7 separate regions of the Mus musculus genome follow, and all the other regions are linked to region 2. A link is a contact called in public Hi-C, HiChIP or PLAC-seq and promoter capture Hi-C data. All regions are on one chromosome and are shown on one strand. The core of a region is the stretch at or near the end of the contact, and the rest is flanking DNA. Distances in the headings are between cores, read along the strand shown. Region 1 holds the start of Rasa3 (RAS p21 protein activator 3). Region 2 holds the start of Cln8 (CLN8 transmembrane ER and ERGIC protein). Region 3 holds the start of Upf3a (UPF3 regulator of nonsense transcripts homolog A (yeast)). Region 4 has its middle 14 kb from the start of 1700029H14Rik. Region 5 holds the start of Tmco3 (transmembrane and coiled-coil domains 3). Region 6 holds the start of Tfdp1 (transcription factor Dp 1). Region 7 holds the start of Gas6 (growth arrest specific 6).

Region 1 (3,455 bases), core at 243-2,742, 1.2 Mb after region 2:
GGAAAATAAACCAATTCCTCCCCAAGTCCTTTTGTTGGAGAAGGGTCTACTACAGGGTTTCTCTGTGTACTTCTGGCTGTCTTCAAACTTACTCTGCAGATCTGGCTGGTCTTGAATCCAGAGATCTGCCAGTCTCTGTCTCCTGCACTGAGATCACCACCTCTCCCCTCCCCATCTTATTTATTTATTTATTTATTTATTTATTTATGGTTTCCAAGTTGTTTTTGGTCATGGTGCTTTATCACAGTACAGCAGCCCAGCTAAAGCAGTCTTTTGGTGATTTTGTGTCCTTCCCCACCACCACCCCCATCCCTGTCCAGTCATGTGCCTCCTACCCAAGTTCTCTACCACTAAGCTGAGTTCCTGAGCCGGAGATTCAGGGTTTTAGATGTGTTAACCCAGAGCGGCTCCCTCTCTTCCCAGTCAGAGCCTGTCTATGGCACAGCAGCTTCTGGAGGGTTCCAAATCAGCTTCTCTGGAGTTCCAGCACCTTCCTGGGTGTCCTGCCTATACACTGTATTTCTGCTCTTTGGCTGCTGGTGAGAGAGCTACCGTATAGCACCAAGGGATTTTTGTGTCACACCTTTCAGTTGGTGTATCAATGACCTAGCCTCCTGACTCCTCAAGCGATGCCACTTCCGTTTTCAGTCCTACCGAAAGGCAGGCCTCCTTCAAACCCACTGCAGAGGCTATCTCTACCGCCACTCCCCACCCACCAGGGCCTCTGGGAGACACTTCTGTGACTACTATAAGGAACGAGGGACTAGAGCTCTTGGCCCTCTAGGAAAGCTGGGAGTTATGCCAGCTGCAGGAAAAACTTAGTGGAGGGATCGGGGATAGGACCTCACAGTATCGTTGTAGAGATACAACAATTCTAAAGTTGCATACCAATCAAATTGCCAGTAAGCACCAGGTTTGAAGGTTCTGGAATGCTAAATTCAAGGGCCGCGTTGAGGCTGCCCAAGCACACCACAGGGTAAGCAGGGACTGCTTGCTGGGCACAGGGTCCACTTGCCCTCACTTTGACAGCATATCACCTTCTGATTTCTCCAGAGCGATCGGCAGGTGTCACTTTTCTCAGTCGCTGAAGCTGGGGCTAGAGGAAATCTTTTCCTTTCATACCTTTTGTTTGAATATAGCTTTTTAGATTTTAAGTGCGAGTCGGTCTTACGGGACCTGGCGGTCAAAACACAGATCAATACTCACGATCTCTCTTTGTCCCAGGTCCAGAGAGACCGGACCAGCGAGGGCTGTGAAGAGGGACCGCTTCAGGGGCACTCCAAGGCAAGTCCCTTCCGATCCCGCCTTAGAGTCCGCCTCCGCCTCCTTACAGACCCGACCAATGGAATGCAGTGTTTGACAGTAGGCGGAGTCGTACTACCCCACCCCATGCAGAGCCTTAGCCAATGAAGATCGGGGCTCTGGCGAAGGAAGGCGCCCGCAGCCCCGCCCCCGAGCTCTGCCAATGGAAGGGCGCGAGGCGGTGCACCCGGTCAGAGCGCGGACCGCAGCGCGCGGGGCTCTGGGGGCATCCGCAGCTCGGCTCCGTCTGCCGGCTTCTTCCCCTGTCTTGTCCCCCTTCTGCGGCCGCGCTGCCGGGCCCTCGCGCGTTGGCGAGGTCGACAAGCAGCATGGCGGTGGAGGAAGAGGGACTGCGGGTCTTCCAGAGCGTGAGGATCAAGATTGGTGAGGACCGCGGTGGCGTGGGCAACTCCCCAGACCCCTGTTCTTGGTATCCGGCCGGGCTGGACCGGCTCCTCGTGTTTCTCCGCCTAGACTGCCCGGTTCTCCGTGGCATTGCGGGGGAGGAGGGACCTGTATCAGGGGGCGTCTGTTTGTGGGAGTGAGCGCGCGTGGTTGCCTGCGTGTGTCCGTGTGCGCAGCACCGCTCCAGATCCCAGGCGCCTGACTTTACATGCACGAGCACGCGCGGATCCGTCTGGGTGCTCCCACTTCAGGGATCGGGTCTACTGATGTCAGTCTCCTGGTGTCCTCTCCACAGTTGTGCGCAGGAACTTATTTCCCAAGGAGGGGGCGCCCCTTCACCTTTTCGGCTGCTGCAGGCTTCGAGGCCGTGCACGCGCGCGACCGTGTGTGTGTGTGTGTGTGTGTGTGTGTGTGTGTGGTGTCTGCGCGCTGCAGGCCTGGTGATGGAGCCACCAGCACCTCCCCCTCCTTTCATTGAGAACTGGCCGTGGGAGCTGTGGCCGGCAGGCCTGGCATTCAGGCTGCTCTGGGCTGGTCGGGACTTCGGCAGCAACGCTAGGAACGGGGAGTGAAGTGGAACTGGAGAGACCTGGAGAGGACTTCCTGATTTTTTTTTTTTTAACCTGGAGATTTCGTTTTTCCCAGTTGTTTTTTATCTTGTGAGTGACGTGTGAGTCTACTTCCTTACAGTGGTTTTCTGAAGTGACCGTTACACATCAAGTCATTAACACACTGGGCAGGGGCCAATTTTCTTGGAAGGAATTCTGGGTCCTAGTGCACCGTCCCTGTAGTCTTTTCCCTCTGAACTGCGCCCCACATTACTGGCCTGTTCCCATGTGAAAAGGCCCCTAGTGGGTGGCAACAGTCACAGCCTGGTGTCAGTTGTTGATGACATTCGATGCTGTCTGAAGAATGCCAGCTACTCGCAATCAGCGTGTTGCTTCCTGTCCGCTTTATTTTGCTTTTGAATCATCGCCCGAGACAGTTTGATCTTTGGTTCAGAAGCGCTGCGGAGAGCATGTGGTGTTTGGGCTGGAGCAGAGGGCACGGGAGGGATTTCTCTTGCTCTTATGCCTGGAATTGCTGTCAGTTTCCATCTGAGGAAAGGGGCTGCTTTCTGTCCTCTGTGGGCAAAGACTACTTGTGTGAGGGTGGCCAGCTTCAGTTTCCTTCAGCCAGATCCTCTGACCAAGTGAGTCCACCAGGCTCCAGGGGTGCTGTGCCCTTTTGCTCAAGGATCTGGGGAGGTTGCTGTGGAATACTGCTGGGGCAGAATCAGGTCAGTTGGTGAGAAGGGTCCAAGACTTTCTTTCCCTTTCAGTACAGTGTGCTTGCTTCAATCCTAGCATCGGCTACTGTGCACACAGGGAAAGGTTTTAGTTCCATTCAAACAAAGAGGATTTCTTTTCCAGAATGACATAGTAAATAAGACAGGAGGGAAGGAAAGACTTCAGTCTGTCTGCCGGAATCGGGTCTTCACTAGGGGAGCAGCAGAGGGGACAAGTCAGAAGGTCCCTCCTCCGTTGCTAGACGTTGAATAAGGGTATGATTGGAGCCTTCATTGCCTCTGACTGCATAGGGGGATGGTGGCAGTGAGTGAGGTTGGGTAGAGGCGTCTCTGCCTTATCTTTCCTCATCATTTTTTTTCTCAAGAGTATTTACCTGCAGGGCTGCTCAAGAGGGGTGGCCCTGTGCTCTCCGGATGGCGTATGCAGGGAACATAGTAGCTCTGCAGATAGATCCTGCCC
Region 2 (3,400 bases), core at 824-3,323:
CCCATGCGTGAGTTGTGGACTGAGGCTTGTCATTGGAGTGCTGAGCCTTGCCTATGAGCCTCTCTCTGCCATCTGCTTCTGAGTCACCATGCCAGTGTTGTGAACTGATGCTTGTCACTGTAGTGAATAAACCTTGAGGTCAAATGGTTATCTGGACTCTTTCCTTCCCAGCCTTAAGCTGGGCGTGACTAGCATGCTGACTCTCACATCTTAGCTCGGCACTCTCTGGTTACTCAAGGCAGGTACCCTCCCACACTGGCTGATACCCTTCCTTGACATATCATAGAGCAATAGATGGACTGTAGGCACGAGGATTCTCCTAACACTTTCAGAAATCACACACAGGCAGCTGGCCAAAGTATTTTCCCAGTGCCAAAAGACATGTATGCTTAACAAAGCTGAAAAGAAAACGTATAAGCCTGGAAATAGAGAACTGAAACCCGTTCTCCTCCGAGAGAGCCCTAAGCAATACCACGGGTTTGGGGGCACATGCTGAGTCAGTCTTTCTCTAGATAAAACGTTTCCTTTTTATTAACAGAAAGGAATAAACACACGGCAGCTGTTTACTCTGCCTTTGCCTTTTGCAGCACATCGGGCATGCCCCTCACTAATCCTGTCCCACGTGGTTCTCAGTGGCCTAAGAGAAACACTACTGGGACTTATTTACCTATCCACTAACTATCCTAGCCGGATTCTCCAGATTCTCACTATCCGAAGAGATTCGGTCCTGAATAGCACAGGGAGAGCTTTCAAGGTCTAGGAGCTTTGTTTCCATAACAACTAGCACCTAGAGGCTAGGGCGGGTCTACCAGAGCTTGGGTGGGTGTAGTGGAATCTCATATTTTCAGAATATCTGAGGTTTCCTTAATCATAGCCTTTCCCACTCTTCCTAGAGAAAAGTTTAAATAAAAAAATACAAAACACGGGAACAAGTCCAGTGTATAGCTACAGATTTCATACATAAACACGGTCAGAAAACAAATATCGATACCGACATGAATTCAAACAGTACTTAGGAGCAGCCACCTACTCTGTCATTCCGACGACTCTGAAAGCCTTCTAAAAGGGCTTAGGCACCCTTTTCTAAGGCAGCAGCACCCTAGCCCCAGGACCTCCCACGGTGTGCTGAGAGCTAGGGGTCCTTCCTATTCCCGCTCCCCTTCACTAAGTGCTGACACCACCCAGTCCTACCTCGCGGAGATCTGACCAACATCGCCTTTCACCCTCTGGTCCCATGATGATCCACACTCAAGTTCCTCATCCCCTAGCACTGTACAGACCTAGCCCAGCGACCGTGGTCCATCACTTTGCTGCCCCAAGTTCTCTTGCGACCCAGGTCGACCTATCCAGTCGGACCCAGTCTGAATCGTCCACCCGCGCCCACGGTGGCCCAGGACCTATACACCAAATGGAATGCTTCCTCCTCGGGTGGCCAAGCAAAGACTGCGCTGCTGCAGGCAGGTGTATACAGGGTGCCCTTCACGTCTCACCTGCATTCAGGTGAGCAGAAGGGGGGCGCCGCCTCTTGGTCCATCAGCTGCTTAGACTCGCTGTCCCAGGAGCTCCTGAGCCGTAGACACACCTCGTGACCGGAGCCAGATAGAATACCGGTCGCTGAGTGGCACTGGAGACTAGGGCCCCACGCCCATCTGTGTCCCCGCCTCAGCTGGGCACCCCGCTTTCAGGCCATCCCGCCCCTAGCACCGGAGAAATCACCCACGACAGTGTCGCGCGCTGAGCAAACACTATCCACTGCGCACGCGCACTGCTGAAGCCCTAAGCCTCGCCTCCCTAGGACGCTACCAAGGTAGACTCGGGGGGCACGAGTTGGGGTAGGATCATCCCATCCAGCGCCATGGGGGTGCCTGGAGCAGGCTACACAGTTCGCAGCGCGCTATGCTAGATTTGACTATCGTAGCTCAAGTTGGTGCTGGGACCTTAAGAGTGGTACGGAGGGATCAGTGGAGGAATTCCTCAACCCCCACCCCAACTGACCTTCCACGATCCTCTGTGTGGACCGTCCCCCAAGACCCTCCTACGTACACCCCTTCACTCCCTGTCCCTTCCCTCTTTCCTAAGTCCCTAAGGCCTCTGACGTCAGAGCGCAGAGGTGAAACGCAAGCGCACGCGTCTCCTGGTTGGTGCTGCCAGAGCTCCAGGCGACTGCATGGAGTCGAAAAACTTGCTCAGGCCGACAAAATGGACCGCACTGTGTCCCTTGCTACAGCAGCATTGTCTTCCAGGCGGTGGTAACCAGCTCCTGTCTGCACAAGTACAGTTCGGGCTTACGGTCCCTTAGGAAAAGGTGGCTGTGAGGCGTGTGCAGAGCTACCCTGTGCTCCTGCTAAGAGCCGAAGCTAATTCAGAGCCAGCATTATGAGAAGAGCAAAGACCTCCCGACCCATTCCATGTACCTACTAACCAAGCGGGGCTGGTAGGGTAGCGGTGAGAGGTGCGGAATCAGTCCCCTCTCTCTGAGCAGATAATCAGCACTTAGTACCCTCATCTACCTAGCATAGCAGGAAAACCAACCTGGCTCGGGATTCACGTCTGGCCTCAGCACTCCTTGTGCAATGTCTGCTAGTCAGGTGCTTGCAATTGCCTGGCCCTTATCTAGACAGGGCAATTGCCCACCCTACCCTGGATTGCAGACAGGTGGCCACATAACAGAGTCCTCCCTAGAGCCCTTTATCATACCATATCTTGATAATTAACAAGATAGCTGGTTTAAAAGACTAGAAGGAATAGCGTCCTGTACATACCCACCCTCCTGGTTCTGATATTGTCTCTGAACACCCAGGAATTGCAACATAGTTAACCAGGCCACCTGCAGAAATACCTTTGAGAAACATCACACAAGATGGATAGAATGGCTAATGAGCTGTGACTTCAGCCCTGTGCCCCTGTGACTTGTGATAAGGGTCCCTTTACAGCAAAGATTTTACACCGACGTTCAAGTTCTGTTATTTTCCTGAGGTTTCATCAATATTTGGTGCACCCCAGAGTCCATGGTTGGCACCTTAGTTTTTCCACTTGGCTGGTATGAGCAATAACATAGTTTCAAGACCACCCTAAGCTGCTTGAAACCCTGTGTCAAAATAACAAGAGAGATCTGGGTGTGTAAACAGCGTTTAGTAATACTGACCTTTGGCCAGGTGGAGATAGGAAGGTCAGGGGTTAAAGGTCATCTTCAGGGAAGGAGTTGATTTTAAGGTCAGCCTGGGTTAGACTGTTTACAAACACACCTTTCCTATCTGACCGCAGTTCCTGCATCATCACCTGCAAGTTTGCACCCCAGGCACTGTTTCCATCTGGCCAGCCTGGCTGGATGTCTCCTCTAAGCCCTCCTTAAGCCTCTCTTGTGTCAGGTTCCCACACCACACAGCTCACTCATCCATCC
Region 3 (3,295 bases), core at 141-2,640, 1.1 Mb after region 2:
CCACGTACCAAGGAAAAACTAAATCATTCTCCCCGTCTCACACACAACTCTTTTCACAGGTAGGAACGATTCCATTCCATTTCACAAAGAATACAGAAGTTTAGAGAAATCTGTTGTTCGTACAGAGGGTGCAAGTTACAAGCTGGGACCGGAATTGCACACCGAGTAATTGCACACTGTTCTTTTAGCCATTTTTCTAAACTTCAGCCACCTGAAAACCACCTGTGGTTTTTCAAAGGATACCCATTTAATTATTCATATTTTTATTAGAATAGACTTTAAAAAAAATAACAAAACAAAATTGGTATCCCAAAGGAAAGCGTATATGACACAAATGAGAAAGAATACCATAAAAGGATATAAAAATAAGTATCGTGGAAAACCCACGAATTCCTGTGGCACTGACATCTGCTGCTTAGGTCAGCCCTGCGTTGCTCGCATCCCCACAGGCAGGGAACCTTCTGGCTGGGTGGTGGTGCAAGCAATGAGAGATTCCACTTCTCAGGGCTCAGTTACTGGTCCCTCACTAGGGAAAACACTCCAGACTCAACGTGTGTAAGGGATGCAGTCCGGTTTTGCTCATCATACAGTTTATTAAAAGCTACGCCGAGGAAGGCATGGTAACGGGCTGACGAGGTGACTTGCCCGCTCCTAACGTGGGCGTGCACTGACAGCTGGGAGGGGACTGCAACTGCGAGCGCCCGCGGGGTCCTCCATCCTTCACCAGTGGGTGTCCCGCAGCAGCCCTCACCTGAGGTCCGCAGCCACCACCTCGAAGTAATCGTGCGCCGGCAGGGGGCGCAGTTGCTCTTCCAGCTGCTCTTTGGTGAGGCCCGGGGGCAGACGCCGGAGGACCACCTGGGATGACCATTGCGTTCACTCAGGTGCTGCCGCCCGCCACGCCCACTCAGCCTGAGGTTCCCCGGAGCTCGGGGGACCGCGGCTCCCCAGCTCCACCCCGACTCGCTAATCCTAGTCCAGACTGCTCGCAACAGCCCGCATCACTTCGGAGACTAGGCTCCGCCCCTGAGATGAACAACCCGCCCCGCCCTCCCCAAGCCCCGCCCACCGGGGGGCTTAGAAGCCGTCCTCTCGCGAGACTTGCGGGCCCCGCCCCCACCTTGCTCAGGGCTGTCCTCTTCTCCTCGCGAGGCTTGCCGGCCCCGCTCTCACTTAGGGTCGGGGCCGGAGGCGCCGCCGACTCCTTCCGCGGTGACTCGCGGCGGCAGTGGGTCTCTGAGCTCGATAGTTTCTCCCTCCAGCTCGGGCCCCGCGCAGCCAGGGCTGCGCCTAAGCCTCCGGCCCCCTCTTCCGAGCGCATCCCCACCGGCCGGCCGGCCGCCGCCACCTCCGCGAGAACGAAGCCTCGCGAGGACTAGGCAGCCCCTCCCTTGGAATTCGGTGTTCAGTGTCCCCTCCCCGGCCCTGACAGGGAAGGGGCGGTGCCAATGCTGGCCCGCGCCTGTAGGGGGCAGCGCGGCAGTTTTTAAAAGACAGCGGACGTCCTAGAACGGCGGCGACGGTGAAGGAGATCGGTGCTGCCAGCCACGCGGAGAGCAGATGCTCACTCCGGACGTCCCGTGCGCTGCTGACCTGCGGTGGGGACTGGGAGCCCCCGGTCCACCCGGAGTCACTGGGACAGTACCGAAAGTAAACCCGTCGCTCTCCTCGCCCCACTCTGCCCTCCGCCTCCCTCCTACACGTTTTCTCTGTTGAGACAGGGCTTTGTGTAGCCTTGATTGTCCTGGAACTCACTCTGTAGACCTGGCTCTCCTGGAGCTCAGAGATCCTCTGCCTCCTGGGATTAAAGGCGTCTGGCTTTTTATTTTTATTTTATTTGTAGCAGATATACGAACAATACAGTTTTCCCATGTGCTCAATGATGTATAGCACCATTCTCCCTACGTTAATGGTAAAGGAGAATGAGAGATTTTCAGAAATCGATCGTGGCACTCCTGAAATGTGACGTTTTAAATAAGCCAAAGACTCAAAACCGTTTAGGTCTGCGTCAAACAGGCCTCAAACATCGAGAGTTCTATAAAAGCCTGGGCAAGAGCGGTTTTCCAGTATTTCGTGTTGCAAAGAAAGCTAGGACTGAGCCCATCACTTGAACCAGCTCAGTTTGGAATAACCAGTTACACTGACCAGAAGTTCTGATAGCCTCTTAACCTTTATTAGGAAGAAAACACACGTGTGAGAGGCTGATAAAAATGTGGACGACGAGTTGTCAGGAAAAACCAACCCATACCCAGTTGTTAAGATAGTACAAGGTCGATGGATAGTAACTTCACAATGGAAGAAAGTTGGAACATTACAAGCTTGGAGCCAAAATTATCTCGGGCTGGCTTTTGCCCCCTTAAAGATAAAGCCATTGACTGTCCTCCTGTGTGCCTGACCCAACACCCTTTCACCTGTCTGGCAAACTGCTGGTTAGTTTATGTCAGCTTGACTCAAAATAGTCACTTGGTTGTGAAGAGGAAAGAGTTGAGGCATTATTTTCATCAGATTGGCCTGTGGAACAGTTTCTTGACTAATGGACGTGAAAGGGTCCCACAGCAGTTGGACCTTGCTTGTAATAAAGCCAATAAGCATTCTCTGTGGCCCTGCTAGTTCTTGCCTCCAAACTCCTACTTGAATTTCTTCTCTGATTTCCCTCACTGAGGGATGTGACCAGAGAGCTAGAAGAGGAACTAAATCTCTTCCTCCCACAAGTTGCTTTTGGTCAGTGTTCAGAGTGTAATGAGTTGTGGAAACATGAAAGATACCATTGAAAGAAGAGAGACATTATGAAGTATCAGAGGGATACCAGGGATGTTCTTGTGATATTTGGATTAAGAATCTACCTTTATTGGGACAAATAATGATGGTTAGCTGGGGATGAAGAATCAGTTGTGATTAATAAGACCAGCATCATCAAAGTGCAATTTTCTGGATATACTTCCTAAAGGTCAGCACACAGACACTGCAGTCCAGATGCAGTCAAGGCTATCTCAAGCAGGAAACCTGACTTGGTAATGTGTACCCCACATAGTGGAACTGATTGTGTAGGCATGAACGCTGCAAGATTTAAGAGGTCACAGAAATGAGCTGAGATTGAAACTGGAAAGAGCCAGGAGAGGCAGTAGAAACTCCAGCATGCTGGAGATGCTAGGACTGCAGGACCATGTCAGGTGAGGAGTGGAGCCTACTTAAGCCTACCAGACAAGCTGTGAGTTGTGGATGGCAGAGCCAGCCTGAGACATGGAGCTGCCCAAGTCCCCTGGAGCCCGGAAGATCATGAGTAAGTCCCAGACAT
Region 4 (3,476 bases), core at 9-2,508, 1.3 Mb after region 2:
AGGAATGGGAAGTTCCCAGGCAGTCAGACTGTGTTACTCCCTACTGTGAGGCTGAAGTGGCGAGGAGTCTTGCATAGCCGGAAAGAGCATGCAACTTTAGGGACATGAAAAGGTGTAGCCTAGTATGGTCCATTTGATGTCCTGGAGTCTGGCAACCTGTAAGCTTCATGGGAAATAAGAATGGCACCCATCATTCTCCTGGGTAGGGACACCTGGGGAGTTTGCTAGGGAGTTAGGGGTGCACTGAGGCTCCAGTAGGTGGGTCTTATCTGAATTCCAACAACTTTCTCAGCATCTTCCCTGTGTGAGCTTAGCTTTGGGGGACATTTTCAGAGCTCAGCACCCTGTGACCGCAGCTGACAAAAGTGACCTGTGGCATCAGGAGCCTCCCCAGGGGCGAGCAAATGTTCTATAAGGTTAAGACAAGCTGTCTCAGTGAAGGAGCCCCCAGTTTCAGCCATCTTGTTTGGGTCTAACAAAGCTTAAGGCATCTTCAAGGGTGACCCCTGCTTTACAGATGGAGAAACTGAGGCACAGGGAGAGGACAGGAAGCTGAGGCAGAGCCCAGAGATTGAGCAGCACTGGGGTGGAGATACATCCTCACGGGGTACCGACAGGCTCTCCCCACCCCTTCTCCTGAGTTGATGATCTTTCAAGACAACTTGGGCCCCTCTCATAACCCATCCAGTCCTGGGGAAAGATCTAGCTCTTCTCTCAGCGCCCATGATGGGGAAGACTTCCTTCTCCAAGGGCCTCCATCCCACATTCAAGAACCCTTGCTTCCAAAGAAACCTCGCCCATGAAACTAGTGCCCCTCCCAACCCAACGCATCTGTTCCCAGGGAGTCCCTGTCTACTCTACCAGCTCATTTTCTAGGGCTAACAGTGCCATCCTTCGGGTTCCTATCTGTGGCCTCAACTAGCCTGAGGCTAAAGAGTTCAGCCTCGGCATAGCCCCAGGCTGTCTGAGGGTGGATGAGAGGGCATAAGTCCCTGGGGAAACACCAAGCTCTCAAGGTTGAGCCACTTCACAACACAGTTCCATATCTGGTCAGTCTGACTGTGAGCTCAGTCTTCCACCTTCGTCTCCTACCCCACCCCCGGCATCCAGGCAACTTGGCAACAAAGTTCCCCAAGTCCCGTGTCTGTCTGTCCCTGGGAAAGAGGGGAGCCTCCGGATTGAGAGCCGCCTCAGGGAAAGTCCCCAGTCAGCGGCTCTGCAGAACCAGGTTGTGGGGCAGGCCCAGGCATGCTGAGACATGCCTGCATGCAGCTCTCCCAGAGCTGCTCTCTCCACAAGCCTGCCTGCCTCGCCTCCCACTCGGGTCCTCTGAGGACTGGCTGGCTGATCCTCCCGAGTTTGCTGCCAAGTTTCCTGCCTGAGGTGGGAACAGTCACAGATTCCAGGAACAAAAAGGGGACCTGAAATGCTAGTTAGACCTAGAATGGACAGGAGTTAGAGGAAGCCCGAGCCGCAGAACTCACCACCCTGCAGGGTACCCGCCAGGGCTTGAGGGTCACGACTCTGCAGGTCCTTACGTTAGCCTGGCTCAGCATCTGCTTAGTATGGCTTGTAGTTTCCCAAGTAACCAGGAGAAGGTAATTTTTCTTTCCAGATATGGAGGGATGTGTCTCACAGCTGGCTTTGTGAAATGCTGTTCCGTCTCCCCCACCCCCCCCCCCCACCCCAGTCTGCAGCTCAGACACTCTGACTGGGAAACACCTTGAATGTCTGCAGCCAAGAACATGATTAGTGTTTTAGGCCAAACATCCACTGACAGGATGGCCACAGTGAGCAGGGTGAACCGACAAGGACGTCACTCCATGCATGCATGGGGGTCAAGGGATACTAGGTCCTTCCTTGGTCCCACAACCTCCGGCTGGCAGATGGAGAGCAGGGAGCCCAGCAGCTATAGACTCTAGGTGGCACTGTCCTCCAGGAAGGGGGTCCCCTGAACTCTCTGTTTGCCATGAGTGTGCTACCCCAGGAACACAGTGAAAGATCTCAGTTTTGAGATTGGGACACCCTGACATGGAATGTTCTTTTGGGCAAGAAGTTTATTAAAATTAACATCATGGATATAGGACAGGGGATCTAAAGAAAGCCACTGACATGGGTGTTGGCGACAGAACTCAACTCCTCTGCAAGGATCCTCTCTATGCGTTTCTAATGGCTGAGCCATCTTTCCAGACCTTATTCCAATCTTACTTACAAATACCTTCAAATTACACATTACATATCACTCACTGAACATATCGCTATCATGTAGAAGTGTAGGTCACAGGCTACCAAGTGTTAAGAGCTCAAGCAGCTAAAAGAATCCTCACTGAGAGGTCTCAAATTTCCTAACGCTGTGACCCTTTAATACAGTTCCACATGTTGTGGTGACTCTTAACCATAAGCTTATTTTCGTTGCTACTAAATAACTATAATTTTGCTACTGTTATGCATCGTAAATATTTCTGAAGATAGAGATTTGTTGAACCGGCGGGTGAGGAGGTTTGTCTTAGGCAGCTGCAGAGTCTCTGCAGGATTAGATTGTGACACACCGGGTGGAGGTCTGTTGAGGGCACTGGGGTTGAAGCAAACTTCTGGAGCAGAGTTTAGCTGCCTGACCAGGTGTGGAACCGGAAGCCATGGATACAAAGTATAGAACTGGCTCCAGACAATGAGGAAACAAGGTGAGTTGAGTATTCCATACCAGCTGTGGTGAGCAGGCAGAGATGAATTCAGCTCCTGAGACTGTTAGGCACTCAAGTCCTCTCAGTTCTTTTACAGAATGCGCAGGTGACAAGCAGGTGACCCTCCCACTGATGCGTTGCTGACTTAAGGTGTCTACTACGGGCCCATTGAGTTGGTATGATTTTAATACATGTGTTTACTTCTACAGTGCCAATTTGATGAGTTTATTCAGTGTCTTTTTAAATTTTAAACGAGTTATGAGACGATGCCTCTCAGAGGTAAGGGACAGGTGGTCTTAAATGCTAAACCAGGGGCAGAGACAACCTGACTCTTCGTTTGTACTGCAAATGGAGTCTCGGGAGTGCTGGCTAGTTTTGGGTCAACTTGACACAATCTGGAGTCACGGGAAAGCAGGGAACCAATTGAGAAAATGCTGCCTTGAGATTCAGCTGTGAGCCATTTTCTTAGTGATTGATTGGGGAGAGTCCAGCCCATCGTGGGTGGGGCCATCCCTGAGCTGGTGGTTCCGGGTTCTATAAGAAATCAGGCCCAGCAAGCCATGAGAAGCAAGCCAGTAAGCAGCACCCCTCCATGGCCTCTGCATCAGCTCCTTCCTCCAGGTTCCATCCCTGCTTGAGTTTCTGTCCTGCACCTTCAATAATGGACTACAGTGTGGAAGTGTAAGCCAGAGAAACTTGTTCAAGCTCTCTAACTTTTGGTCATGGTGTTTTATCATAGCAATAGTATCCATAAGATAAGTTGGTACCAGGATAGTGGAGTATTTTGCTGAGACA
Region 5 (3,552 bases), core at 137-2,636, 1.6 Mb after region 2:
TACCCACATGAACATAACAGGTAGCTGCCAAAGATGAAGCACTTCAGTAGCCGGCCAATCCTTGAAACTACTTTGGAAAAAGAAATAGAGAATATAATACAGAAGAGGAATAAGATGCCATGCACCAAAGGAAGATAAGTCAAACAGAGGCAGAGCAAACAGCCTATATGACTTAGAACCAATGAACCATGGCTTCTTGGTGGTGCCCAAAGGGCTGTTCAAATAGCTACTTTATTTGTTCAGGAGGTGCCAACTTAAATCCACAAAGAGAGGAGACACAGAGCCTACTCACTAGCCAGCTGCTTGTTCTTTTTTTAGTTAGGGAAGCCAAGGAGGAGAAAAAGATCTATGAAGAAAGAGGCCCTTTCATCAGTAGCAAACACTTCTCTGGTAAGTAAGCAAATCTACATTGCACCCCAGGAAGATGAGATGGATGCTGACAATAAATAAACGAGAGGTTAAACCCACTGGGCCAGAGTGACCTTCCCTGTCACTTTCAACTTACTTGATTGGTTTTACCACCTAAATTAAGAAATTAATGTGTAAACCATCTTGGTTTGATTGTTGACTCTGCCAACCTCCCTGGCTGTATAAGCTTAAGTCAAGTGTTGCAGGGCACCCACATCCCTTATTGAAAGAGACAATCTTGGGGCGTCTTTCCAGGTTTATCTTTAAGAAGAGGCTGTCTGCGGGCAGCCTCACGGGGCGGGACAGAGAGACTACAAAAAATTACAGGGAAGAACAAAAAAACGGGAGGCTCGGGGAGCTGAACCTCCGAGTTTAGGTGAAGTCTTGGAAACGGTTGTCTTCCCCCATACCCCGAAAGAACTTCTAGGAAAAGACCCTCCACCCCCTGGAAAGTAGACAAAGGCAGTCTCCTAGGAAGGATCCCCTTTGGAAGAGACAAACCAAGAAGGAGCCCCGGGTAGGAGTCGCCAGGATTGAGCAACCCGGATGAGGACCCCGGTGGAGCGCATCTCAGGACAGAAGTCCCGCAGCTGCAGAGCTTACCCCGATGGAGGAGGCCGCTCTCTGGACATGCGACCTCAGCATCACTGTCCCCGATCGAGAGTTCCCCGACGCAGCGAACCTCAGGGCCGCCAAAGAATTGCCCTCATCTCTTTCCTGGCCTCGGGACCAGGACACCGAGGACGGCACCGCCCTCTTCTTACTTCAGGCGCTTCTGACGCGCAGCTGGAAAGTAGGTGCGGCTCCTTTAAGCAGGCTGCCGATGGACAGCTCCGTCGTCCTTCGCGCGGCGCGATGCACGCCGGGAACTGGAGTCCCGGGAGCCGGCCGGCCAGCCAGCTTCCAGAGAGTGCGTAAGCCTAAGAGCCTCAGAACAGCAACAGCCTCCGAGAGAGGTTACGATGTGACCCAAACGCTGTGCCTCGGAGCTGAGGGGCGCCTGTCCACGCTGCACGCGGAGAGCCGAAGACGGAGCGAGCCCCCCCAGTCACCTGAAGGGAGCGTTCGAACACTGCGCCTGCGCAGAGCGCCTGCTGCTAGCCGCCGCGGCAATCGCCTGCGCAGAGGAAGAGCGGCGTGCGCTTGCGCAGAAAATTGAAGTCGCTTCGGCAGCCTTGGGGAGCATGGTAGGTGGCTAGCTTTGCGCTCTGCAGGTGCGGGCCAGAGCCGGGCGCGGAGGTCACCTCTCTGTGGCGGCATTAGGATAACCGAACCGAGAGGCCGGGCGTGCCCGTCGTGGTGTTGAGGGAGGGCGCGGTTGACTTGGAGTAGCATGGTGTGAAGAGGGGTGTGAGGAGCCCAGTTGGATCTCCGGGGAGGGCAGCGGCGCCGGGTCAGCTGGGTGCTGACCGGACCGGAGGGCGGGACGGGGCTGTGCGACGGGTGACAACCTGCCTGCTGGGCGGAGCCGTCCCGCTTCTGAGTGGACAGTGACGCCGATTGGGGCGGAGCTGGCAGAGCTTTGAAGCCGTCAGCCCGGGGAGGTTTGTGGAAGAGGTGGAAGGACGCGATCCCCGGAAGGTGGTGCGCAAGGCTCCGCGGGGTTAGCATGGTTTGCGATCCGCTCAGCTCTCGCCGCGGCGAGGATATCCCCTACTCGCCCGCTCTCTTCCTGAGATCAGGCTGGGAATCCTGGAGGCGGGGAGGGACCGACTGGACGCCCTGGAGGTAGAGGAGGGTTTGCCTAGTAGAGCCGTGCAAAGGCCTGGACCGCGGGAGGACGCCTGACAGTCCCATTCCTTGGGTCTCGGGGTAGCCTTGCTCCGAGAGGATGCAAGCGAATGGGAGCCGAGGAAGACAAGTTTTGTCTCTGTCCTGGGAGAGATGTCGGCTTGGCTTGGTTTGCGTAGAGGAAACAGGGGAACTGAGGACCGAACCCTGGGGAGGGAAGAGGGGATGGAACCAATACCGAGAAGGACGAGGCTGGAAAACTAAAAGGTTTGAACCTAGAAATCAAGAAATAATGGAGAAGAGCTGCAGAAAGACTCCTCTGACCAGCTGCTAGCAGACTTCAGCGGCCAAGCCACTCACCTGCGCTCTTGGACAGGAACGTCACTGGGGAAGGAAATGTTGGGAGGCTCAAGATTTGGGAACACTTGGACTTGATGCCCTCATTTCCAGGCTTGCACATGGCAAAGCACAGTCAATCTGTAGTGGGCCGCAAATCTGTTTGAGCAAATGTTTGTCCTATGAGCCCTTTGAAATTGACCATAAGAGGAGGTATTTTGCTAAGTGTCTGTGGAAGGACATTTTACAGATGCTTTCTAAAATCTTATATGGGAGCACTCTTGTGCCTAGGTTGTGTGTTATTCTTCACAAGATAACATAAAGTGTATGAAACTTTTCGTACCAGCTTCTGTTGTTTGGAAGGTCCACTTGTCCTGTATCTCTTTACTGATTGTCACCTGCTGAAACAATTCTAAACAGCTGCTGTTGTATGTGAGGAACTGTGTTGAGCTCTGTGGGAGACTATGAAAACATAAATCAGTGGCTACGGGCACTTCTAGCAGCAGTCTACTGTAAATTTAGTTTTGAAACATCTGAAATTGATGCAGATAAGTCATTGGAACTGTTAGGCAGAGAATGTCCCCCTAAAAGGTTGTCCCTGAAGGAGTTCTGCTAGTCTCTTCTTGATGGTCTTTTTTCTAAGTGTAATATTTTATTGCAATTTAATTGACCAAAAGCGTAAAGTAAAATCTGCCACTCCAGCCTGAATTGTTGGCTCAGCACCAATTGCTTGTTTTCCAGAGGATCTGAGTTCCATTCCTGACACATACTTTTACTCCCAGCACTTGGAAGTCAGGGTCAGGCAGTAATCTAGATTCAAGGTCATCCTGGTCTATATAGCAAGTTCCAGGCCAGGCAAGCCTATACCAATTCTTGAGGTCAACTGGACTGTCCAGTGTTAGTTGAGGATTTTTTCATTTTGGGGCCAGTGGGATGGCTTTACAGGTAAAGGTAGCTACCGTCAAGTACAATCCAAATGGTGGGTAAAGAGGACCGACAATACAGTTGTTTTCTGATCTCCACACACACACACGTTGGGACACATACACACAAATTACATACGTTTTTTAAAGTCCT
Region 6 (3,654 bases), core at 338-2,837, 1.5 Mb after region 2:
ATTGTCCATACCTGTTTCCCAAAAAAACTTCAAAACGCTCGGTAGCTTCGTGATAAATATGAAGCTAAACCAACCAGCATTTCCACGGTGTTTCATTAATCACCAAATGTCATCTTTCTGAGAAAAATGTGCCCAAACAAGTAGTTGGGATTCAATCCATCAAAGCTGGATTACGGTCTTACGTACTACATAAAACTAGTACAGTGTAAGTTCCATGTTGACAGCTCTCCTGTGTGGAAACCCACTAACAAACAACACCCTCTCACACACTCATAACTGAGAGATGTATTAATTTTTTTATTTTATTTAAGCAGTTTAGATAAAGAAAAAAAAATCAAGACATCATCATCAAACCACGAAAAAAAAAACAAAAAAGAAAAAAAAAACGTGTCACGCTTCGGATGACAAAGACCATTTGTGCAGAGGGGAGACACCCACCTAACGACTCTCGCCATCATCCCTCATCTCCATCCCAGCTCCTGCCTGTAAAATGTCTTGGCCAACCCACTGCCACACACGTATGGCCACTCTCAAATAAAGGGAGAAAACTGCAACGAGCTGTGCCAACATGTCTGCAGCATGCAGCGACCATACTTACATCTTTTGCCATGTTACCAGATCCAGGAAATCAAGGCTTTAACTGCGTACCCTCCACAGAAGAAACCGTACTTATCTGGTTAAAAAAAAAAAAAAAAGAAAGAAAGAAAGAAAAGAAAAAAAGGGAGGGGATGAATAATGAATGAGAATGAGAAGAAATTTAACGCACATCGCATTTCAAAGGAAACATCTCCCCACCAGCACGAGGCAGAGGCAGGCCTCCAGGCAGCAGGGGCCTTTCTTGCACAATCCCGACAGGAGAGCTAGCCAAGCAGGTCCCACACGGGGATTTTAAGTCACCTCTCTAAATGGAAATGCTCCCTGCGGGCACCAGCAGCTCCCACCGGCAGCGGGGCCAGACCCCGGACCCTTGGCTGAGCGACGCGCAGCCGTCAGGCTCACCCCACCTGGGCACGCGGGCCCCGCCTGACCACAGGCCCCGCCGAGGCACAAGGCCCCCCACTTGGGCACACGACACTGCGTGGCTCCGCCCGGGCCGCGGCGGGCACCCCCCACCCCGGGCTGCCCAAGACCCCGAGGGGCCGCCGACCACTCTGACAGGTGGGCTCCCGGCCGCCCGCCCGCTCGCCCCACCTGTCACTAGGCCCAGCCACCAGCCCCGCGCCCTGGCGCGGACAGAGCCGGAGGGTGGCCAGGACCCCTGCCCGCCGCCCACGCCACGCCGCGTCGAGGCCGACTCCAGCTGAGGCTGGGCGGCGGGCGGGATGCGACCGGACGCGGGAACCGGGCTGGGGCGGGAACGGGGCCGCGCGCCCAGCCTGCGCCCTCCCGCCGCGACCGGCCGGTGCCCCCGCCACACCTGGCTGGCCGGCGGGGCGCGCGGGGCGGACGACGGGGGCGCGGAGGCGCCGGCCCGGAGGTCCGGCCCTGGCGGTCCCTGCCCTGAGCCAGCGGCGCCGGGACGCGGGCTCACCCTGGGCCGAGCGTCGGGCCGGCGTGACGTGCGCGCGGCGCGGTGACGTGGGCGGCGGCGGGCCCGCTGCGCGCAGCGCGCCTGCGCGCCTTTTCGCGCCTTCGGCGCCCTCCTCCTCCTCCTCCTCCTCCCGCCGCTCATCTCCCGCGCCTCTCGCCGGTGCTACCCGCCCTGGGAGAGGGGCGGGGCCTGCGCGCGCGTGCGCGTGCGGCGGGACCCGGCTGGAGACCGCCGACGCCGAACAGCGCTGCGCGCGTCTCCATGTGCGCTCGGAGAGAGGCCACGTGTGTGCGCGCCTCTGTGTGTGTGTGTGTGTGTGTGTGTGTGTGTGTGTGTGTGTGTGTGTATGTGTGTGTGTGTGTACACCAAGGGCCAACTGTATGCATATCTGTGTGCATGCGCAGGGAGTAGAGGGCCACGTGTTTGGCTCTGTGTGTGCGCGTGTACCACGCGCGCCAACGGTGAAAAGAATGTGGTGTGTGCCATACCTGCATGCACACGTAGGGAAAGGATCATGTGTGTGCACACCTGTGGATATGCAGAGTCTGACTGTATACACGTGTGTGTACATGGAGTATCAGTCGTGTGTGCACGCCTGAACATATATACAGAAGAGAACCCTCTGTGCAAACATATGGAAACCTATGTTAATGTCTGCGCACTGAAAAAAAGCAGGCGTGTGTGTACACATGAGAAAAAAGAGGTCAGTTCTGAGAGTGCTTTAAAGTACCTGCATGTGCACACAGGGAGAAGAATCTTGTTCATTTACACAGAACAAAGTAAAGACTGTTCGGATGCATACTGAACAATACAGAGACAAGATCCCCCACCTCTGCTCAACTACTGACCTCCACAGCCACATGCCCTGAGCCTGGGCTGTCAGTGATTCAGGGCAGGAAACAGCCTGTTAATCAGGTGTGTATGCATTTGCGCCTTTCACTTCAGAAACCTTCTGCTTCATCCCAAGAGGGGTCTGGTAGACCCTGAGCCTTGAAGACTCAGTCCATCTTAGAGGCCACTTCTTTAAGACTAAAGCTGGAGAGCCTGGGAGGAGAATAGGCTGGGGCTCACAAATCAGTCCAAATGGTTCAGATAAAATGACACAACGTTTCCCAAGAATATGGGACTGAAGAGCAGGGCAAAGTTAAGTACTATCAGAAAACTGTTAATGTGAGTGACCGGATTTTATTCTGGAGGAAAGGTCAATTTGACTCCCAAACTGACAGATCTTTCTCCGTTACCTGGCTGCCTCAGTCCCATGACTCAGCCCAACAGCCCTTCTTTAGCATCTGGCCGAACTGTCCGCCAGCAGCTGTCCTGTTTGAACACTGCTCAGCGGCTTTGAGGAAGCAGCCCTGCAACCACAGCTGCTTATTGCTGAAGCAGAAGAGGCGATACCCAGGCATGAGTGTGTCAATAGCTTGCACCAGAAATACCCAAGGCATGAGTGTGTCAATAGCTTGCACCAGAAATACCCAAGGCATGAGTGTGTCAATAGCTTGCACCAGAAATACCCAAGGCATGAGTGTGTCAATAGCTTGCACTAGACTCTTTGCCATCACAAGCTCTGGTAAGCTCTAGTAGCAGTTTTCACCCAGAATTTGGGGTTGGGGGATGAGGGGTTCAGGGGGAGGGGGAGGGAAGCATCTCTACTGGCCAAGCAGAAAGACTGTGACTGGTGCAAACATCCTTCCCACACCCCATTTCTGACTATATAAACAAGCTATTTGACTCACCTTTTCAGTGAGTTGGGAGAATCTTTTGTCCAATAGAAACTTCTCTCAAGTGATGTTACACAATTTTTTTATTATTATTTCTACAAGCTAGACTGGTAGCATGAAGAAATAAAGGACAGAACGTCAGCGGAGTGGTGGCAGCGGCAAGGGGGACTCTGAAGAGTGAACAGGGCACGCACAGCAGCACACAGAGGCGATGGGACGACAGGCAGAAGAAATAGGAAGCCATTCAGAGAAGATAAAGCACGCACCAGGACTGAAGAAGGCTATGAAGAGGCACAGAAGAGTACATGGGTACCAGTCACTGGAAGAGTTCCAGGGAGGTGGCAAGTCTTGTCGGGTCAAGGTCTTACTCTAGGATTGAAAGCTAAAGCTACAGTCACGTAA
Region 7 (3,678 bases), core at 610-3,109, 1.4 Mb after region 2:
CCAAACTGAATGTTGGTTTGTTTCCAGGACAACTCATTTTAAAGAAGAACAAGAGCAATCTCAGTTCAAGTGTATTGCACAGAGAAGTGGCCTTGGGGACTGTGCAGAACTGGTTCCATCCAGACACAATGCTTCCACCCAATCTCCACAGCCCACCTGAGCTTATTCCTGACAAGAGAAGCAACCAGCTTTCCTTTCTGTAGCCAGATCATTCGCAACACCCCAGATGGCTCCAACCTCCTGCCCTGTGGGGCTGAGCCTCACCATTTCCATTGCAGGGCACTTCAAATGTGAAATATTTACCCGGGTCGTTTCTTACAGGTTTCCCATGGCTGCCTTGGAAAGGGAATTGTTTGTTTGTTTGTTTGTTTGTTTCATTTGTTTTGTTTGTTGTTTGTTTGTGTTGATGACTCGGTTGAGTGCCCTCCATCCAGCCTTCCACTTCCCTCCACATTTGCTTCCTCTTTGCTCTGTTTTCTAAGCCAAATCCAGGAGGATGCTCTCTCTTCATTAAACCAACGGTCTGTATAATGTGAGGCATCTTTACTGGGATGCCCAGCAGAAAGAATGCACTGGGAATGTAGGGGAGACTGAGGTCAAGGCTAAAGGAAGCCAAAAGATCTGGATAACTCCATCGAGCTGAGGTGGTGCTGGGTCCTGGTTGTCTGAGTCACGACCACACCATAGAAGCCAGAGAAGCTGTCTCTCATGGGGGGAGGGGGGAGGAAGGGATTCAAGTAACTAGAAAAATCAAATCATCTTTCCTCCAACCTTCCACAGGTGTACAGGCAGCAGCAACTGCAGACATGCAAACCACCTGACCTCCACCCATGCCCGTTCCTCAGAACCTTCAGAAATGGCGGACCTCTACTTGGCTTGGAATGAGTGTTCGTGAATAACCAACACCACTTTTGAAAACAGTGTTCCTTCTTAAGAAAGAGCAGAAAATTAATACGGCAAATATTCATTCCAAGCACATGGTGTCTGTAGGCCTGGGGCAGCCTTAGGAAATTCGGGGTGCTCTCTGGCTTCTGAAGTTCTTGGCTTGGTTTCCTGGGAGTGCCGTGATTCTGGTCTGGAAGCAGGCACAGCTTATCCAATTTTTAATTCCCTTTCAAGATGATTCCCATGGCAGTCATTTCTCTGAAATTAAGATATTTGTTAGCCCCACCTTCAAACGGATGACCTTAAAGAAGAATTCCACCAGTATTGACCTTGTGTGCTCCCAAGAATCTGGGTTGCATTCACCCAGAAAAGAGGGGGAGGGTGACTCCTTATCCTTTTCTATCAAAATGCTGAGGTAAGGATGTCTCAGGAACATCTACCCTATTGGGTTTTGGCAGGCTGCTGCATATCTGCATTCTGTGATTGGTCTGCAAGGTGTGTGTGTGTGTGTGTGTGTGTGTGTGTGTGTGTGCATCTATGACCTTGCAAAGTGCCCTGAGACAAGAGCCAGAAAGCTTTGGTACTGGAAAATACACAATGCTGCTTTCAGCCTGTGGTGTGGAAATCAGATTTCAGAGGGAATAACATCTTGCACCGTGGACCTCCACGCCACTGGGTGTGGCCACAGTTATTGTTTCCTTAGTGGATGTTGCATCTCTTTAGAAAATGTGCCCAAGAATGAAGATTCCGAAAACGATGTCTGCAGAGGAGGATAGAAAACGGTCAAATTGTACCTGGGCAGATGCCCAGATACAATTCTCCTTTCATTTTACCGCATTCTAGCAGTGAAATTTTGAGGATACTGGAGTCGAACCAGTCAGCCTGCCTTGCCTCACCCAGCTCGGCCCCGCCCCCAAAGGCCCCGCCCTACTCACACTAGGCCCCACCCCCACCCGCCCTAAGCCCCGCCCTCACCCGCTGCCTCCTTCACGGCCCAGAACCGCAGCGAGCGCCGGGTGCGGCGCTGCCGCCGCAGGGATGTGACCTTCACCGTCGCTTAGCCAGGATGACCGGAGCCCGTGTCTCGCGGCGTCCGCGCCTCGCTTCAGCCTCCCGGGTGCTCTGACCGCACGCTCCCGGCTGCTAGGCTCCCCGGCACCGGCCTCGCCATGCCGCCACCGCCCGGGCCCGCCGCCGCCCTGGGCACTGCGCTTCTGCTGCTCCTGCTGGCTTCCGAGTCTTCTCACAGTGAGTACCGCAGGGGTCCCCCAAACCCACTACCCCGTGGTGTGGGGCTCCAGGCCTGTACCCCGGCGCAGCATCCTGGTGCCGGGTACCCCAGACACCCTGGCATCCTGTCCCCGGACCTCTGAGCTCTAGGCATCACGGACCCGGAGCATCCCAGACACACAGGCATTACGATCCCCAGCATCCCAGACCCCCTACATTCCAGCCCCGAGTGGGTGTAGGTTGACCGTACACCCTTCTTTCTGCAGCTGTGCTGTTGCGGGCGCGTGAGGCGGCGCAGTTTCTGCGGCCCAGGCAGCGCCGCGCCTACCAAGTCTTCGAGGAGGCCAAGCAGGGCCACCTGGAACGGGAGTGCGTGGAGGAGGTGTGCAGCAAAGAGGAGGCCAGAGAGGTGTTCGAGAACGACCCCGAGACGGTGAGCGTGCGCCAGGGGTCGCGGGGTGGGTCCTGGGCGTCCCAGAACCCATACTTTTGGGGGCCGCAAGTTCCGACTCCCACCCTGTGAGGGTCCAGGAGACCCGGGGACTGTCGAATCCCAAACATCCTTTCTGGAGATGTAAGGATCCTTGTGTGGACCGCACCACCACGTGCACCCCAGAACTCTTAGACACTGAGCCTTCTTCGCACCCCCTTGCACTTCTCCATTCTTGAGCCCAAGTTTCTCAGTTGACCCACAAGTCCTCTCCTCTTCAGGAGTAGAAAGCGTATCCTTGAGTGGGCTCCACTGAGATCCCTTCAGTAGACTCTGAAACTAAATCTTCCCCTACCCTCGAAAAGAAAGTACCCGTGGGAAAAATCCGCAGTGATTTGAAACTCAAAGGCTTCCTAAGACTGCCAGTCCCTTTATTGGATTGGAGGTGAGGGGTGGGGCTCCTCTTTGGTCTTCCTCCGGAGGGACCCAGGGTTTTCCTGAAAGAGGAATTGAAAGATCTCAAAGCTGGAATTGCTTGCTGCAGCAGGTCCAAAAATACGATGGCTGGAATTGTGCTAAGAACATGCATACGGGCGGGTGGGGAGCAACGTGAGGAAGAGGGCCGGCACCTGCCTCTGCAAGGGCTGTGCTGGCCCAGGACAAACTTCTATTAATAATGTCCTTGGGGAATGGAGCAGGCGTACAGCCAACTGCAGCCAGCAGCCTATGTATGCACAGGACTCTCCCCAGAAGGTGCGCGTGGGGGCTGAGTGGATTCATGAGGGGAACACACCCCAGCGTAGGGCATGCGTGAGGTTGATTGAGATCTGGACTGGCCCACGGGTCTCCGTAGTGATGCAGAGCCCCCCCCCCACTCCCCCCCCCAACACCTGCCAAATCGGTATGGTTTCACAATGTTGGGTTCCGCTGGCATTTTCCCTTCAAAGAATTCTTCTGGGGTGAAGTAAGGATCACATGATGTTAGGATGGCGCTGTGTGAGCCATTGGGGCCTTTGCTTTGACTTGTGTCTAATCGGCTGACTGGACAATCCCTGTCAAAGCTGCTTTCCTGATAGCGGTGCTACAGCTGTTGAGTGTCACCATAGCTGCTTTGGCACTGTTACCCAGTGTGG

Evidence for each region. Promoter capture Hi-C pulls out the DNA fragments that hold promoters and counts their contacts. A called contact is a pair of places that touch in the nucleus more often than the background predicts. HiChIP or PLAC-seq counts read pairs in DNA pulled down with a chosen protein or histone mark. Capture Hi-C pulls out chosen DNA fragments and counts their contacts.
Region 1: a contact with region 2 is called in a Hi-C map of uterus, with 10 times the contacts expected there. The contact joins the promoter of Rasa3 here to the promoter of Cln8 in region 2. A contact is called at or near these places in 3 of 39 promoter capture datasets (cranial neural crest, embryonic stem cells and liver), 2 of 484 Hi-C or Micro-C datasets (embryonic stem cells and uterus), 2 of 115 datasets of contacts at active chromatin or transcription factors (embryonic stem cells and large pre-B cells) and 1 of 9 other capture datasets (liver).
Region 3: a contact with region 2 is called in a promoter capture Hi-C map of embryonic stem cells, with 5 times the contacts expected there. The contact joins the promoter of Upf3a here to the promoter of Cln8 in region 2. A contact is called at or near these places in 15 of 39 promoter capture datasets (the 3T3-L1 cell line, the HPC-7 cell line, cranial neural crest and 9 more), 1 of 15 datasets of contacts at CTCF or cohesin (embryonic stem cells), 6 of 484 Hi-C or Micro-C datasets (the G1E-ER4 cell line, Th1 cells, cortical neurons and 2 more), 13 of 115 datasets of contacts at active chromatin or transcription factors (the NIH/3T3 cell line, T-cell acute lymphoblastic leukemia, bone marrow-derived macrophages and 6 more) and 3 of 9 other capture datasets (adipose tissue, embryonic stem cells and liver).
Region 4: an H3K27ac HiChIP or PLAC-seq map of embryonic stem cells shows a contact between it and region 2, with 8 times the contacts expected there. The contact joins the enhancer-like site here to the promoter of Cln8 in region 2. A contact is called at or near these places in 3 of 39 promoter capture datasets (hippocampal neurons, pre-B cells and stem cell-derived epiblast-like cells), 4 of 115 datasets of contacts at active chromatin or transcription factors (astrocytes, embryonic stem cells and pancreatic cancer cells) and 2 of 9 other capture datasets (adipose tissue and liver).
Region 5: a contact with region 2 is called in a promoter capture Hi-C map of adipose tissue, with 4 times the contacts expected there. The contact joins the promoter of Tmco3 here to the promoter of Cln8 in region 2. A contact is called at or near these places in 8 of 39 promoter capture datasets (cranial neural crest, erythroid cells, hippocampal neurons and 4 more), 4 of 484 Hi-C or Micro-C datasets (CD4 T cells, CD8 T cells and erythroblasts), 1 of 115 datasets of contacts at active chromatin or transcription factors (astrocytes) and 2 of 9 other capture datasets (adipose tissue and embryonic stem cells).
Region 6: a contact with region 2 is called in an H3K27ac HiChIP or PLAC-seq map of extraembryonic endoderm stem cells, with 6 times the contacts expected there. The contact joins the promoter of Tfdp1 here to the promoter of Cln8 in region 2. A contact is called at or near these places in 2 of 115 datasets of contacts at active chromatin or transcription factors (embryonic stem cells and extraembryonic endoderm stem cells) and 1 of 9 other capture datasets (liver).
Region 7: a contact with region 2 is called in a promoter capture Hi-C map of embryonic stem cells, with 4 times the contacts expected there. The contact joins the promoter of Gas6 here to the promoter of Cln8 in region 2. A contact is called at or near these places in 12 of 39 promoter capture datasets (the 3T3-L1 cell line, 3T3-L1-derived adipocytes, cranial neural crest and 8 more) and 5 of 115 datasets of contacts at active chromatin or transcription factors (differentiating embryonic stem cells, epiblast stem cells, extraembryonic endoderm stem cells and 2 more).

What each region holds. Positions count from the first base shown.
Region 1 is chr8:13,675,624-13,679,078 of GRCm38.p6, reverse strand. It overlaps Rasa3 (RAS p21 protein activator 3), which reads left to right and starts at 1,492. Exons shown (of 24, transcript NM_009025.2): 1 at 1,492-1,686. The coding sequence starts at 1,632.
Region 2 is chr8:14,887,209-14,890,608 of GRCm38.p6, reverse strand. Cln8 (CLN8 transmembrane ER and ERGIC protein) reads right to left here and starts at 2,073. Exons shown (of 3, transcript NM_012000.3): 1 at 1,491-2,073.
Region 3 is chr8:13,783,710-13,787,004 of GRCm38.p6, reverse strand. Upf3a (UPF3 regulator of nonsense transcripts homolog A (yeast)) reads right to left here and starts at 1,390. Exons shown (of 9, transcript NM_025924.2): 1 at 1,121-1,390; 2 at 752-858. The coding sequence starts at 1,321. It overlaps Gm46032 (a long non-coding RNA gene), which reads left to right and starts at 1,949. Exons shown (of 2, transcript XR_001778519.2): 1 at 1,949-3,280.
Region 4 is chr8:13,546,798-13,550,273 of GRCm38.p6, reverse strand. No RefSeq gene overlaps it. Among named protein-coding and RNA genes, the nearest start is that of 1700029H14Rik, 14 kb to the left of the region's middle. Within about 2 kb of position 1,258, at least 105 of the 459 cell types and tissues checked have an H3K27ac peak or open chromatin away from gene starts, as enhancers often do. A contact at or near this core is called in adipose tissue, astrocytes, embryonic stem cells and 2 more, where this site is marked.
Region 5 is chr8:13,285,847-13,289,398 of GRCm38.p6, reverse strand. It overlaps Tmco3 (transmembrane and coiled-coil domains 3), which reads right to left and starts at 1,386. Exons shown (of 13, transcript NM_172282.2): 1 at 1,012-1,386. It overlaps Dcun1d2 (DCN1, defective in cullin neddylation 1, domain containing 2 (S. cerevisiae)), which reads left to right and starts at 1,273. Exons shown (of 7, transcript NM_001024504.2): 1 at 1,273-1,595. The coding sequence starts at 1,593.
Region 6 is chr8:13,336,684-13,340,337 of GRCm38.p6, reverse strand. It overlaps Tfdp1 (transcription factor Dp 1), which reads right to left and starts at 1,587. Exons shown (of 12, transcript NM_001291765.1): 1 at 1,532-1,587; 2 at 599-673. The coding sequence starts at 610.
Region 7 is chr8:13,492,716-13,496,393 of GRCm38.p6, reverse strand. It overlaps Gas6 (growth arrest specific 6), which reads left to right and starts at 1,859. Exons shown (of 15, transcript NM_019521.2): 1 at 1,859-2,133; 2 at 2,382-2,548. The coding sequence starts at 2,055. It also overlaps a transcript of Tmem255b not described here.